2 separate regions of the Mus musculus genome follow, and region 1 is linked to region 2. The links are chromatin contacts, called in public promoter capture Hi-C maps. All regions are on one chromosome and are shown on one strand. Each heading gives the region's core, a stretch centred on a gene start, on an enhancer-like site or on the middle of the called end of the contact. The rest is flanking DNA. Distances are from core to core; before and after follow the strand shown.

What was found. Promoter capture Hi-C pulls out the DNA fragments that hold promoters and counts their contacts.
Region 1: a promoter capture Hi-C map of liver shows a contact between it and region 2, with 2.6 times the contacts expected there. The contact joins the promoter of Tyr here to the promoter of Folh1 in region 2. A contact is called at or near these places in 3 of 39 promoter capture datasets (the 3T3-L1 cell line, hippocampal neurons and liver).

The regions. Positions count from the first base shown.
Region 1 is chr7:87,492,214-87,495,360 of GRCm38.p6, reverse strand. It overlaps Tyr (tyrosinase), which reads left to right and starts at 1,849. Exons shown (of 5, transcript NM_011661.5): 1 at 1,849-2,829. The coding sequence starts at 2,011.
Region 2 is chr7:86,774,606-86,777,609 of GRCm38.p6, reverse strand. It overlaps Folh1 (folate hydrolase 1), which reads left to right and starts at 1,746. Exons shown (of 19, transcript NM_016770.3): 1 at 1,746-1,971. The coding sequence starts at 1,851.

The sequences.
Region 1 (3,147 bases), core at 600-3,099, 720 kb before region 2:
ACATATTTAAACATACTTAGCTATAAATATTAAGATTAAATTGTGATAAAAACTTATTTTTGACAGTGGTGGAAACTGTCCTATTAAATTTACCATATCATTCCAATTTTATCCTCAGAAAATGCCCAATAGATGATCAATAAATATTTGCAGTATACTTATTGCATTCCCAGCTATAGCTAATATAGATTGCATTAAGACTGTCTTAGGGTAGACAATAGTCAAACAGAATTGGATAGGGCATATTCAAATTCTGTAGCTACCAAATGTGTATACAAGGGAAAAATGTGTAAATGAATACTTACATAGAAAGAGCAGGACTGGTGATAAGATTGTCATGTAAATAAGTTGGTGGAGACTGTAGATTACATTGCAGAGGAATAAAGAGAACTTTTAATTTAAGAGAATCAGTCCTATGAAGAAAACAAAGACAGCAAACTACACTTCAGTCATTCCTCTCATGAGGCTCTACAGATTTTGAAAATGAGCATGGGAAAGCCCTTAGAAAATGAGCATGGGAAAGCCCTTAGAAAGAGTGATGAGGATTTTCTGAGCAATTTTGCTAAGATGCCTGATAGTAGAACAAGGGAAAGAAAAAGTTGTTAATTAAGTTTAACAGGAGAAGCTGGATTCCACCTGCAACTAGGTGGGAAAGAGTTACAAAAGGCCCCATGTAGCTACAAGTAATACATAACAAAAAGTCCCCAGGGGAACGAGGTCCTGTGTTAATCTACTATGGGCTTTAAGAGAAGAAAAACAAAAAAGGACTAAGACTCCTGAAGGAAATCATGTGAGAGCTTCCTTATTCCAGCAAGAGACAAAATCTCCATGGAAACTTCTCTTTCCTGCACCCACACACTGTTCTTTCTACCTGCCAAGGCTGCCTTGAATCTCAAGAGAATCCTATGGAGCAGTCAACACATTTTAAATACTGAAACAAACCCTAGGGAAGAAAAGAAGCAGAGCAGGCTGACATTCCAGCATTATCAGGAAAGCAATGATTTTCCTAGATTTCCGCAGCCCCAGTGTTCAGATAAACGGTTTCCTCAAACCTTCACTTCCTTTCTCCTACAGTATAAATTAAAAGAACCACTCAGCTTTTAGTATGAAGCAGCATAGAGAAGGGAGTTCCAAAGAGACGTTTGTTTCTTGACCATTCTCATTATCCTTCTTTCATGGAGCAGTGCTATTCAAACCATCCAGTAAGTCCATTACTCACTTCCACATTTTATGAGCAAAATAATAAAAGAGAGATAGAGTAAGAATGAAGGAGAGAGAGAGAGAGAGAGAGAGAGAGAGAGAGAGAGAGAGAGAGAGAGAGAGGAAGAGAGAGAGAGAGAGAGAGAGAGAGAGAGAGAGAGAGAGAGAGAGAGAGAGAGAGAGAGAGGTGTTTTCTTAACTAGAAACTTTATGCATTGAAGCAGTTCACCAAAATAACAAAGTAACAAAGTAAGATATCTTTGGAATAATCAATTCAAGATAATCAAGGAAAAATGAGAGGCAACTATTTTAGACTGATTACTTTTATAAAATAAATAAGCTCAGCTTAGCCAGATATAAGCAATATTCTGAGTTCTGAAGAAAAATTTTTGACAAAATGAGTTCTATAAATGTTATTGTCTACTTATGATCTCTAAATACAACAGGCTTGTATTCAGAATCTAGATGTTTCATGACCTTTATTCATAAGAGATGATGTATTCTTGATACTACTTCTCATTTGCAAATTCCAATTATTATTAATTTCATATCAATTAGAATAATATATCTTCCTTCAATTTAGTTACCTCACTATGGGCTATGTACAAACTCCAAGAAAAAGTTAGTCATGTGCTTTGCAGAAGATAAAAGCTTAGTGTAAAACAGGCTGAGAGTATTTGATGTAAGAAGGGGAGTGGTTATATAGGTCTTAGCCAAAACATGTGATAGTCACTCCAGGGGTTGCTGGAAAAGAAGTCTGTGACACTCATTAACCTATTGGTGCAGATTTTGTATGATCTAAAGGAGAAAATGTTCTTGGCTGTTTTGTATTGCCTTCTGTGGAGTTTCCAGATCTCTGATGGCCATTTTCCTCGAGCCTGTGCCTCCTCTAAGAACTTGTTGGCAAAAGAATGCTGCCCACCATGGATGGGTGATGGGAGTCCCTGCGGCCAGCTTTCAGGCAGAGGTTCCTGCCAGGATATCCTTCTGTCCAGTGCACCATCTGGACCTCAGTTCCCCTTCAAAGGGGTGGATGACCGTGAGTCCTGGCCCTCTGTGTTTTATAATAGGACCTGCCAGTGCTCAGGCAACTTCATGGGTTTCAACTGCGGAAACTGTAAGTTTGGATTTGGGGGCCCAAATTGTACAGAGAAGCGAGTCTTGATTAGAAGAAACATTTTTGATTTGAGTGTCTCCGAAAAGAATAAGTTCTTTTCTTACCTCACTTTAGCAAAACATACTATCAGCTCAGTCTATGTCATCCCCACAGGCACCTATGGCCAAATGAACAATGGGTCAACACCCATGTTTAATGATATCAACATCTACGACCTCTTTGTATGGATGCATTACTATGTGTCAAGGGACACACTGCTTGGGGGCTCTGAAATATGGAGGGACATTGATTTTGCCCATGAAGCACCAGGGTTTCTGCCTTGGCACAGACTTTTCTTGTTATTGTGGGAACAAGAAATTCGAGAACTAACTGGGGATGAGAACTTCACTGTTCCATACTGGGATTGGAGAGATGCAGAAAACTGTGACATTTGCACAGATGAGTACTTGGGAGGTCGTCACCCTGAAAATCCTAACTTACTCAGCCCAGCATCCTTCTTCTCCTCCTGGCAGGTAAGATGCACTATATAGAGAGAGTTGCAAAGACTGGTACTTCAGCAGCCACATTTTCATGCTCTGTGAGCATCTCTGATAATATCTCAGGGCAGAAAATGTGCCTTACTAACAGATGTTAATGCTTCTTGATTTCTTTTTCTCTTTTGAGAACTCTTCAAAGTTGTTATTAAACAAATATCTATGTGCTTATTTGTCTTAATATCTAACAGCTTAGTTAGATTTCTAAGCTGCTATAAACAAGGACTGATTGGTTCACCACTGTATTGTTAGCACCTCCTATGGTATCTGGAATAAACAGTAACTCAGTTATTTAAG
Region 2 (3,004 bases), core at 497-2,996:
ATGATAAGACTAGCTTTCAGACTAGTTAAAGTAACTAGCTGAACGTATACAACTAAAGGACTTGGTGCATGTCTGTTCATGAGGCAGCATAATCATCAAGCATGGGGACATGGTGGGGTGGGGTGGAAAGACCACCTCATCCTACAATCTGATCATGTCTCTTACCAGCTGGGAAGCAAGGATTTCCATACAATTAATGCTTGCTGTGAAGGATTCTGTCATTTAGAGGTTTGCAGCTATTTGTTACTGAGTTTCAAGGACCCAGACTAAGGCTTACACACTTATTATCTGGAATCACAGAAACAAACCAATTGATTTTTTATTTTTTACAAAGATATTCTAACTTCCTGTATCCTGCTGACCTATACTTTAACTTTATCATCAATCATAATCCTCTCAGGTGAACTGCAGGAAATATGCTATTATGTAATTTAGTGTTTCTAGCAAAACTCTAAAGATTATAGCTTCAAAATCCACCTAAAATGGCATACATTGCATTGAAATAAGAAGTTATAACTTGATTCAAGAAGCCACACCCATGCTGAGGTACATGTTACCTTGTTTTAGAAATTTTCCCTTCTTTTAAACCTGGTGCTTAAAACTCTAAATTAGAAAATTCCTTTAATAAATCTGAATCCTGCCTTTTATTAACATATGTTGTCGGTCTTTTCTGTGTGAAAGCCAGTTTTACCAGGATCTAGCTTCATAATTATTAAGGAACTCCTCAGGCTGCTATTGATAGCTGCATTGAGCTGTCTTTCCTTTCTGCTACAGATGTAAATCACTTCATTAATTTTATTGTTTTTGTTCTTGGTGTTTAGAGTCTGGGCCAGATATTTCTAGAACCTGTCTCTTATCCAAAAAAATCAAAAGAAAATCTCAAAAAGATGTGCAGTTAAACTAACATATTTTCTTTATTCAGTATTTCTATCTGAATCTATTACTCCCGAACTAAGAAAAGAAAGATGGTATTTGTTGGCATCAGGATCTCCCAAACCTAGGACATCACATAGGGGACAGCTTGACCTGTGACCTTCAGACCGGTTGCCAAGGCAACAGGCACCATATTCCCAACATCCACTTGGCTCACCTCCCACCTTTACCTCTCCCTATAAATAAGGAGAACACCCCTCCATCTCTCTTTCCCCTCTTCTCTTTCTGCCGCCTCCTTCTCTCTAATTCCCCCAATAAAACCTCTTCCACGTGGAGCTCCCTTGGCCTAGTGTGCTGTTGAGACGCGACCCGCCATTCTAACACAGTATTCAGGTCACATTTTAATTTATCTACTAATGTACAAATAACTTGGGGAAGAGGCATGAATTTCAGATGTCAAAAAAAAATTAGTAGAGTTGGAATTCATCAGGAAGATTTTTCAACAGAGACTAAAGCACAGGATTAACAGACAGAGAACTATCAGGGAAAGGAGAGTGCTCACTCATGTGTGTAAGTATTGGCTCTTCAGGACTAAGTCTCTCACATTCCTCAAAGTTTATTGAAGTTAATACGGATCATTAAGCAAGTATAAGGACTCTGCAATACTTTTCTGAGTACAGGCTGTACTATTTGGCAAGTTATCATTGCTTTCTGATATTCTTGTTTATCTCTCTATTTAGCCCCTGTCAATAAAGTCTCAAAGAGAAACTGAAGCCTCACTCCAAAGAAGCCAGAGTAGGCAGTTTCCCTTAGCCTAACTACAATTGGCTCACAGTACGCCAGAATTTGGGGGCGGAGAAAGTCTTAGGAGAGACTTCTATTTCCCAGGGGAATAGCAGTGGGAGGAAATTTTAACCCGCAGAATCTCTGCAGTGGATGTAGAAGAGAACTGCTGAGGAAAACTAAAGTTGCCAGAGATGTGGAACGCACTGCAGGACAGAGACTCCGCGGAGGTCCTGGGACACCGCCAGCGCTGGCTCCGTGTTGGGACACTGGTGCTGGCTTTAACCGGAACCTTCCTCATTGGCTTCCTCTTTGGTATGGTGCATTTGCATGGCAAAGTGCATAATCTCCCTGTTCCTTCGCTTCTGCACTCTTGTAGCTGCTCTTCCCGCAGGAGAGGTTTCGGGTCTTCCCCGGGGTGCAGTGATTTGCATGGAGGAAGGAACCTTTAGTATCTGAGTTAAGCAGAGGTTTCCTGGGGTCTGAGCAGGATTGAATTAGGAATAAATTATCTGTATATAGAATTGCATAGATTAAAGTCAGATTACAAACAAAACAAAACAAAATAAACAAAAACCAGAAACAGTAACTAGAATTAGGTCTGACCCATTGGGACCCTGCAGGACACTACCCTTCTCAGTGCTGATTCCCAGTGGCTGCTGATCCAGATCTACCAGTAAGCTTGGTTTTAGTGGCTTTTGCCTTTGGGGGTGGGGTGGGGAGGCTGGGGAGACGTGGTGGGGGAAGGTTCACCTGTCTCCTACCTGTGTCAATTTCAAGGATACCATGGCATCCAGGACATCTCTGTGAAAGGATTCTCTTTCTGTTCACATTCTTCCTTGGACAAGCAGAGAGACATTCTGGGAAATGTGAATTACTGTCAGCACTGCCTGAACACATCCTTAACAGGAGCCTCCTGACCTTAGTTCAGATTTAGCCCAACTCTGTAAGAAACCATCTGCATCAGAAATCAGTAGCAGAGCATAGCTGATTTACAAATTCAGAGTTTGTATCACTAATTCTCGTTTACTGTGAAAAAAATTTACCCATTCTCTTTCAACCTTAATTTTCCCCATATTTATGATGAAACTTGAATGAGAAACGTACAGATAATAGGACACTATTTAGCAGGAGGAGCTTTACTAGAAAACTACTTGGGTCTTTGATGAGGGATCTGTTTCCTACTGGACTTTAGTACACAGGCCAGTCTAACTTGTCATCAAGTCATCCGTCTTTGCTCTGCATTTTGAATTACTTCTATGTCATTGGTAAAGACAGGCTCTGAACCAATTGTGTAGCCTTTGGCCAGAGACTTCAATCAAACTAAACACAAAGATATCAGTAATTA